Regions from separate parts of the Mus musculus genome. Here region 2 is linked to region 1. The links are chromatin contacts, called in public HiChIP or PLAC-seq maps. All regions are on one chromosome and are shown on one strand. The core of a region is the stretch at or near the end of the contact, and the rest is flanking DNA. Distances in the headings are between cores, read along the strand shown.

What was found. HiChIP or PLAC-seq counts read pairs in DNA pulled down with a chosen protein or histone mark.
Region 2: an H3K4me3 HiChIP or PLAC-seq map of bone marrow-derived macrophages shows a contact between it and region 1, with 3 times the contacts expected there. The contact joins the promoter of Trcg1 here to the promoter of Commd4 in region 1. A contact is called at or near these places in 14 of 39 promoter capture datasets (the 3T3-L1 cell line, 3T3-L1-derived adipocytes, the C10 cell line and 7 more), 1 of 15 datasets of contacts at CTCF or cohesin (embryonic stem cells), 50 of 484 Hi-C or Micro-C datasets (2-cell-like embryonic stem cells, the 4T1 cell line, the AtT-20 cell line and 31 more), 17 of 115 datasets of contacts at active chromatin or transcription factors (the SCID.adh cell line, bone marrow-derived macrophages, craniofacial prominence and 7 more) and 3 of 9 other capture datasets (adipose tissue, liver and pancreatic islet).

Annotation. Positions count from the first base shown.
Region 1 is chr9:57,154,708-57,159,585 of GRCm38.p6, reverse strand. It overlaps Commd4 (COMM domain containing 4), which reads left to right and starts at 1,287. Exons shown (of 8, transcript NM_025417.2): 1 at 1,287-1,314; 2 at 2,448-2,519; 3 at 2,746-2,811; 4 at 3,031-3,070; 5 at 3,295-3,414; 6 at 3,604-3,684; 7 at 3,998-4,174; 8 at 4,306-4,545. The coding sequence starts at 1,312. The coding sequence ends at 4,346.
Region 2 is chr9:57,233,634-57,238,301 of GRCm38.p6, reverse strand. Trcg1 (taste receptor cell gene 1) reads right to left here and starts at 1,746. Exons shown (of 13, transcript NM_001014398.2): 1 at 1,678-1,746.

The DNA of each region.
Region 1 (4,878 bases), core at 38-2,537:
CCCAAGTGCTGGGATTAAAGGTGTGTGTCACCACCGCCTGGCCAAGTTGAACTTTTTCTGTGCTTGGTTGTTGTTGTTGTTGTTGGTAGTGGTGGTGTGTGTGTGCTTGTATGTGTATGTGTGGTTGTGCTTGTGTTTTATTTGGGGAAGAAGGGTGGATATGAGGGAAGTGGAGTGCATGATGTGAAACTCCAAGAATCAATAAGGAGTTTTAAAAAACAGCCAGACTTGAAGGAGATATGAGGAGGGAGGGTACTAGTAACATTCTGGGTTTGTTTGTTTTAATCTGGTTACTGGTTATGTTTACACGGGGGTGAGGGGTACAGTTTATGAAGATTCTTTTAGCTTCACCCTTACATATAATTTCCTGCACGTGCATCATATTTTTAATAGTGTCTTATTTATGTTCATTAATATATTTTTGTTTTAGTGTATAGGTGGGTGATTTGGGGTGTGTGTGTGTGTGTGTGTGTGTGTGTGAATGCCCCTGTGTGCACATGGCAGTCAGAGGTCAACATCATTTGCTAAGTGTCTTCGAGCTCCACTCCCCCACCCCTACCTGTCCAACCCGGGCCTCTTACTGTACTAGGAGCCCACAGATTAGTTTGACTAAGAGGCTGGTGAGCTCTGGGGATCCACCTATCTCTATTTACACCCCCTAGTCCAGAGTTTTACATGGGTGCTAGGCACCTGAAAGGTTTAGTGTGTGTGTGTGTGTGTGTGTGTGTGTGTGTGTGTGTGTGTGTGTGTGCTGCAAGCGTGGCCATACTTGTGTCGAGAACGATTTTTGTGAGTTGGCGCTCTCCTTCCACCTTTATACAAGGTTCCGGGGTTCGAACTTGGGTGGTACTCTAAGCCATCTGGGCAGTTTTAGGTTTGGAGTCTCACTCTGTAGTCCAGGCTGTCTTAAACTTCTGATCCTTTTGCCTCACAGCCTCTCAAGTGTTGTTATTTCAGATGCGTGCCCTCACGCCCTAGGCAGTCAGTAAGATTTTCATTAAAAAATATTTTGTCATAGTCCATAGTTTTTTATAACGGTATTGCTTAAGAAGGAAACCGTGGAACCCACTTCAATACTCGTGGATCATGGGATCCTCCCTCCAAGTAATTAATGGAATTATTTCCACCCATCCCCTTCTGTTTAGATAATCCCGGTGAAACGCTAGAGGCTGCTTGTTCCTGGAGGAATATGCATTCTCAATTGGTTACATTAACGGTCCGCCCTCCCTGTACCAGTAGGTGTCATGTGATCACAGAGTCAGCTGACCTGAGTCAAGCCGGAAGAAGCTCTGGATTGGATCTCCTGACATCATGGTGAGGGATTGGGAAAGATGGGAAGTTGGGTATCGGGCGACAAAGGGGTTCGGTGGTTCTAGGAGCTTAAGGAGACAATCTTCACTGGCGCCTGCCTGGGCGCGGCGGAACGTCGGAGTCTGCAGGCGCAGCCGCGTTTCCTCGCGTCCATCCCTGGGCCGGAGGGTCCCACCTCCCGGATTCTCAGACTCTCCACGGCCCCCAAGGGACCTCCCTGGGTCACCCACTTCCCTGACTGTCGGGTCACAGGACGAAAACATGCTTAGGACTGGTTAGGAAGCCTCTCCTCGCTTTCCTGAGCGAAGGAGTGGTTTTGGGATTGGGTTAAGCTTTCTGATTCATAATCCATTCATTCAGGAGATGCGTGTTGAGTGTCCAGCCCATACAGGCATCGGGATTCGAGCTGCAGAAGGGGAGGGCAAGTCAGAAGCAAGAATTGGCAGCCGTAGGTCTTTCTCCAACTGCAGAGGCTTTCCTGAACCGTGAGCGCAGTGTTAGGACTCTTGAAGATGCAACTCGGTGAAGGGTAATTTGTGTTACCCGGATGAGAAGCGGAGGCAGAGAAAGAATAGCCTCAGACAAGAAACAGCCGTGCAGTCTCTGAATGAGCCAGGCTCCTTGAGAGTGCCACATCCTGTCGCGCTAGAGCTTGGTGAAGATCAAGCGAGACAAGCAAAGATTAAGTCTCACTGGGACTTGGATCACTATTATCAAAATAGCGAGCATTCCCTCTGGCTGCCCAAAGTGCTTTGTTAACTAGGAGATTATGGGAAGTGGAATCTGGTGCTGTAGCTCGGTGGTAGATGTGCCCGAGGCCCTGACTTTGAGCCCCAGCACTGCCAACAAGCCTGGAAAAACCTAGGACCAGGAAGGGCCCAGCAAAGGTGAAGGCAGAAGTGGGGCTGGGGTAACAAGGAGAATCGGGCAAGTTGTTGTGGCTGGAGCATGGTAGACACTTAAGGAAAATTGCCACGGATGCAGAGAGTAAAAGTCAGAACGAGGTCAGGTGGCAGTGTGGGCAGAGTATTCACAACAGTCTGGACATAGGGGACAACAGGTGACCAGACAGTACTCATTCCTGGCCACACCTCAGCCCAACCGCCAGCCTGCCTTCCCACGTTACTCTCTTGCAGAGGTTCCGGTTCTGTGGCGATCTGGACTGTCCCGACTGGGTCCTGGCAGAGATCAGCACACTGGCCAAAATTGTTAAGTGCACTGGTTTACTTAGGGTTGGGAGGAGAGAGGCTCAGGGTGGAAGGAGGAGATTGGGACTGGGAGCTGGAAGCGGGCTGGGGTGGTGAAGGAGTCTCCCTGAGGATGGGGCCTCATGCTCTGTTACCTTGGTCACGTGGCTGGCCCTCCTTCAGCCAGTCCCCTAGCAGTGAGGGGTAAGGTTGGTCAGTCTGGCTGAGACAGGGACATCCTTTTCAGTCCTCTGTGAAGCTGCGACTGCTGTGTAGCCAGGTGCTAAAGGAGCTTCTGGGTCAGGGGATTGATGTGAGTACTGGGGCAGGGGATTGATGTGAGTACAGGAACTGATACCACTGTCCGAGAAACTTAGGGGGCCCAGGGCAGTCTGTTCTTCAGCCTCCCCGCCCCTTGGCTATCCCCTTCCTTCTTTCTAGCCCCAGCCCATTCTTAGCACAGGATCTGGGCCAGGGGCAGGGGGCTGGTGGCAGGACTCTGGTACCCACTTAGGACCGCCTTTTCCCATAGTATGAGAAGATCTTGAAGCTTACTGCTGATGCCAAGTTTGGTGAGTACCCCGAACCGGGCACCACAGCCTTCCTTCCGTGATCCTTCCGCTTCAGATGGGAAGAGTCATATTGACAGCCCTGTCCACACCCTCTGCCACTATTTGCTGGTCCCACAGCAATGCATGCATGGGGTTCAGGAGATTTGGGACCCAAAGCTGGAGATGAGGGCAGGGAGGTGGCTGGGGCCCTGGTGGCATCCCCTGCGTCCCCTGTGGGTCTCTAGAGTCTGGAGACGTGAAGGCCACGGTCGCGGTGCTGAGTTTCATCCTGTCCAGTGCAGCCAAGCATAGTGTCGACAGTGATTCCTTGTCCAGTGAGCTGCAGCAGCTGGGGCTGCCCAAAGGTACAGTGCAAACAGGCAGGAGGGAAACCTATGGGTAGGGGTTCCTGGAAAATACACTGAGACCTTCTTGGCCCTGAGATGGTCCCAGTCCTCTGTGGGCCCTGCAGCCTGAGACCCACCCCTTAAGCCCAGTGCCAGTCTCCACCCGCCACCTCAGCAGAGCCCCCTCAGAGCTCCGTCTGCCTGCAGAGCATGCCACCAGCCTGTGCCGCTGTTACGAAGAGAAGCAGAGCCCCCTGCAGGAGCACCTTCGGGCCTGTAGCCTACGTGGTGAGTGTGCTCTAGACGGAGCATGCACAAGCCAAACGCCATTGCTCCTGGGGAAGCCGGAACCACAATTACACACAGAGCAGCTGAGGGGTTTAGATCTGGCTGAGGATCTCATGACTATGGCCCGAGCTTTCTTTTCTCTGAGATTCATGGTATATAGTCTCATGCCTGCCTTACAACGGGCCTGGCTTGGAGGGCAGGAGCTTTGTAGGTCACACAACCTTGAAGGGTTATGAGCTGAGCCCAATTGTGGACCGAGATGGAGAACTTTGTGACTTTCCTGGTGGCTAACTGCCGAACTTCTTGCCTGCAGTGAACAGGCTGGCCAGCGTGGGCTGGCGGGTAGACTACACCCTGAGCTCCAGCCTGCTTCATTCTGTGGAGGAGCCCATGGTACATCTGCAGCTACAGGTTGTGCCTGCTCCAGGTACCCAGGCCCAACCTGTTTCCATGTCCCTCTCGGCAGACAAGTTCCAGGTTCTCCTGGCAGGTAAGGTTGGACCTGCAGAGGTTGGGGCCCCTCCTGGGTCTGGCTGACTTGGAACTGGCTATAAAAACCAGGCTGGCCTCAGACTTGCCTCTGCTCCTTACCACTCTCCTTCACCCTCCTGTCCCCTGCAGAACTGAAGCAAGCCCAGACCATGATGACTGCTTTGGGCTGAGAAGAGTGTTCCCAGCCTCTGTGAGGCCTCTCTGCCTGCACTGAGTGGCTGCCCTCCACACGCCTCTTACTAGGGTGGCCCTGGCCTCTTAGTCCTGGTTAGGGCTACTGGGGATCGTCCCCAAAATTGCCTTCTTTCTTTTGAAAGAAAGTACTTGCCAACCATTTTTATAGGCAAGAAGAATAAACAAGTGTACAGCAATGTGTATGGGTCTTGCTTGCTTTTGTTGGTGATGTTGTTGTTTGAGACAGGAGTCCAGATGCCAGGTTGGACTTGAACTTGGTATCCAGTTGAAATGTTAACCCTCCCGCCTTTACATCTTGAGTTCTGAGATTACAGGCATGCACCACTGAGTTGGTTAGGGTTTCCATTGCTGTGAAGAGACACCATGACCATGGGAGCTCTTATAAAGGACAACATAATTGGGACTGGCTTACAGTTTCAGAGATTCAGTCCATTATCATCATGGTGGGAAGCATGGCAGTGTGCAAGCAGTCATGGTCCTGGAGAAGCCAAGAGTTCTACCTGTTGA
Region 2 (4,668 bases), core at 497-2,996, 78 kb before region 1:
ACCCCAGGCCACAGATCCACAATCCTACAGGCCTTCCCACTCAACCCGCTCCCTTGGCTTCTTTGTTGCTTGCTATCTGTAGCCCTATACTCTGCTGGTCCCAGGAAGCCACTGCCTGTTCCTTGCCCTCCTTGGAGGTGCTATGGGACAGCTGTCTCCCAGGGAGAGAAGAGAGCTTTGGCTTCTGACAACTCCCACCCGCAATCCTGAATTCACGATCACTCCTCTCCTTGAAGCTGCTCTTCCCAGTCCTCCTCACCTGTCCCCAAGCCTGTACACACCCCTCTTCCTTAACTCTTCCCTCAGTTGTGTCCCCTGGATACCCAGGTCTGACCTGGTACCCCTGGTGCTGCCAAGAAGCCTCTGCCCTCTAGGAGGAGGATGGAGATTGGCTCTAACACTTTGTGCCACTCTTGCCAGGTGGGCGGGGCTACTGCTTTCCAGACAGCCTCAGGCTGAGGAAAATCCTGTCTGTTATGGCTCTAGTCTTCTTCTTTTTCTTCTTCTTCTTCTTTTCTTTTTTGCTTTTTCGAGACAGGGTTTCTCTGTATAGCCCTGGCTGTTCTGGAACTCACTCTGTAGACCAGGCTGGCCTCGAAATCAGAAATCCGCCTGCCTCTGCCTCCCGAGTGCTGGGATTAAAGGCATGTGCCACCACTGCCCGGCTAAATTTTTCTCTTTTTTCTTTATTTTTATTTTATTTTATTTTTGATGGCTCTATTCTAAAGAGTAAGCCTTGCTCATACTGCAAGACTCTGGGTTCCCATCTGCCCCTCTGACACCCTCCTGACCAGACTGAGCTCAAACTGTCAAACTGGAATTAGTTGAGACCACAGTGGGAAAAGCTGTAGCTGCCTAGGGAGCCAGGCATATGGTATACTTTCAACCTGGCACTTAGAAGTCAGAGGCAGGGGATCATCATGAGTTTGAGGGCAACCAGCTTGGTCTACATAGTGAGTCCCTGTCTAAAAAGAAATAAAGTAAGTAAATAAGAAAGTAAATAAATAGAGACCAAACCAGTCTGGACTTTCCTGGTTATGCAGGGTTGGAAACTTAGCTACTCAGAAGGCTAAGGCAGGAAAATGGTAAATTCAAGGCCTGCCTAGGCAACTTATCAAGATCTTGTCTCAAAAGTAAGTAAAACAGAGGCTAGTGTCACATTTCAGTGGTGGAGTACTCTCCTGGAGTTACTTTGCAAAGACTCTGGGTTCAAGTCCCAGTGGGAAGAGAATGAAATCAGGATTTGGCATGTCTGAAAACTGAGAAATAATCTCTTGTCAGAATCAGTGTTAAGGCTATGGCAAGTGTCTAGGATCACTGTGGATGAGGGCGAGGCTCTTCTAGCTCTCCCTGGCCAGATGCAATCCCACCTGCACTTGGAGTAAGTTGAATGGAATCTGGCCTCACACCAATGTCACAAAATGTCAGCAAAGTAAGGACGAGATTCCTAAGTGCTAGTCTGTCCCAAGGTCCAGCCACAGGGCTTGATAATATTTTTCATGTGGGTCAATTTCAATCCTCTAGTAAGGACTCTCTAGTAGGTTCTCTTCTTCTTAAAGCCCCATGATACGGACACCTACACCTCAGCCCTGTCACTCTCAGTCCCTAACAGCCAAGTGCTGGGGAGCCCTCTTACCCTGGTAACTAAGTCATGGATTCCCACAGGTTGTATCCTACCTTGTACTCTCTGCAGTAGATGTTGTGCACGGTCTTCTTGTGTCCTGGCTCAGAGAGAATGTGTACATGCTCCAAGGGTCTTGAGGGGTTAGTAGGTATGGTGGAACACACGGGGATGGGTTCTGAACCAGGTAGACATTTGCCTAGACACACAGGCAGCTGGGCCAGCAGATGCTCATCTTTGCTTACATATCTTCTAATAGGAACCTTCCTAGTTTCAGAGATGGGGCACCAAGGCCCCATCCTCTTCCTGGTACCCTCTTCCTGTTTGAGAAAGAGTGTCATGGAGTCTTTCACTATTCATGAGACCTTAGTCCCTGGATGTCATCTTGGTCATCAGAGAGGGCACTATGAGGCTCAGCCCAACAAGGACAAGACAAGACTGGAGATTTCTGTAAAGACTAGGTAGGAAAGAGTGGGGTGTCTAGGACTCCACCCAGTTCCTTTCCAATTTAGAATTCTTTTTTTTTTTTTTTGAGACAGGGTTTCTCTGTATAGTTCCTGGCTGTCCTGGAACTCATTTTGTAGACCAGGCTGGCCTCGAACTCAGAAATCCGCTTGCCTCTGCCTCCTGAGTGCTGGGATTAAAGGTGTGCGCCATCACGCCCAGGTCAGAATTCTTCATGTGGTACTAGAGGTCTCAGTACTGGGTCAATCCCAGGCCAAAACCAGCCTAACTTCTCTCACATGCCCTGGCTATGTTCTTGCTACAGAGAGACATATGAGAGAGACTGTCTAACCACTGTGCTTCCAGGACAAGAGTTCCAGGCAGGAAGAACAGCCAGAATGGGTCCCACAGCTAAAGGTGTGAATTGGGTCAGTGTGTGTGTGTGTGTGTGTGTGTGTGTGTGTGTGTGTGTATGTATGTATGTATGTGTGCACGCACACGAGCACACACTTGCACATGCACATACTTACTACGGAGGTATATACAAATGAGGGAAGTCACAATCCCGGGATTCCCCAATCTTTGATTCTCTGCTGATCTCAAGGTTCAAGCCGTGGATCCTTCAGGGTCTAGGAAAGGTCTTGGTTAACATTCTGCCAGCTTCTTCTCATCTAGTTCTGGTTCATCATTCCATCTTCTAAGCTGGTGGTGAGAGCTAGAAGCATTCTGTGAACCCTGCCAGAAGCTAGGTCAAGTGGCTAGTTCTACTGAACCAGGCAGTCTGATTGGCTATTATCAAGATTTCCTGGCCCATCTTTAGCCTCATAGGATACTGCTGCTCATTCTGAGGAATAACGATGCCCTGCTGGGACGCCAACCCAAGACTCAAATCTTACCTCCAAAGGGGCTTCTGCTTCCTCTTCCTGCTCTTTTCTTCCAGGCTGGCCCCTGGCCTGACAATGTCCTCTTACTGCTTATTTGTGTGATGGTAGAAGAGAATTAAACCATTGAGCTGGACAAGATGGTGCATACCCACAGTCTCAGCAGCTGGGAGGTGGAGACAGGAGAATCAGGAATTCAATGACTGCCCCAGCCACAAAGGAATTTCAATCTACCTGAGACCCTATCTCAAAATTACAGTTTGTTTTTGTTGGGTTAGTTCTCCTGTGGTCCAGACTGACCTTGAACTCAATATGTTGCTAAGGATAGCCTTGTACTCCTGATCTTCTTGACTATGTCTCTCAGGTTCCGGGATTTCAGGTATGAGATGTCACACCTAGGTTACTTTCTTATTTTTTTTTTTAAAGAGATTTATTTATTTAATGTGAGTACACTGTTGCTACCTTCAGACCCACCAGAAGAGGGCATTGCATCCCATTACAGATGGTTGTGAGCTACCATGTGGTTGCTGGGAATTGAACTCAGGACCACTGGAAGAGCAATCAGTGCTCTGAACAGCTGAGCCATCTCTCCAGCCCACTTTCTTATTTTTGAAACATGTTCTTCCTGAGTTGCCTAGGTTGGCCTTGAACTCACTCTATATCCCAGGCTGGATCTGAACTTTCAGTCTCTTCCACGTCACCTTCCTGTGTAGCGGGGATCACAGGCCGGGCTAGTTGTGCTTGAGAGGTTTTGCTTTGTTTTGAGGCAGGGTTTCACGTATCCAACATTAATCTCAGACTCGCTGTGACCGGGAATAACCTCAGTATAGAAGCCCCAACAAGCAAGTACTGGGACTATAAACTTCTACCACTCTCCCTGGCCTTGATTTTTGAGTTTTGCTAAGACTCCAAGGAGTCTTTAATAATTTCCTTCTGCTAAGCACAGATATTCATGAACAGGTACTTAGAAACTGCTTGTGCTAAACAACACCTCATGGTATCAACACCTCGTGGGCCTGCATGTGGCAATAAGCAAGACAGAACCTAGGACCTCTGCCTTTGTTTTATACAAGTCCTTTACTTTGGGTCGTTTGCTTGCCTGTGCGTATAGACATGTTAATCACTCAGTGATGTCTGTCTGAAAATGTGTGATACCTAACCTGTCTCCCTCTACTTCAAGGCTAAAGGCAGAGCAAGATAAGGAACTGAGGCATCTTACTGTCAGCTTTTACAGTGTCTTGCTCCAGACTCCTAACATCCACACAAAGCTGTCTGGTCATTCATTGTCCTAAGCTTGCAGTTGCCTTGGATTTCAAAACACTGAAGCTTGAAAGAGTGCTGGACTTACAGGCATTGAGTCACCATACCAGGCGGAAATGAATAATCGTCTCATGGGAACCAAATTACCCTCTTCACATGACAGCAGTGCTAACTTCTTCAAACTACCCTAGAGAAGCAGATCTGAGGTAGTGGTCAACCGTCAGGCACATTGGCCAAGACTCTTCCCACTTCCTGCCATAGTTTTCAAATGGTGGCACAGGCCTGTGATCCCAGCAGTTGGGAGAAAGAGGCTAAAGGAAAGTTGTAGATTCAAGGCCAGCCTACTCTACATAGGAGGTTCCACACACTACACAGCAAGAGCTTGTTTCAACAAAACAAAACAGGCTTACATGTTGGTACCTCAGAGACAGACCTGGAGGGATGGAGATGTCAGTCAGTTCA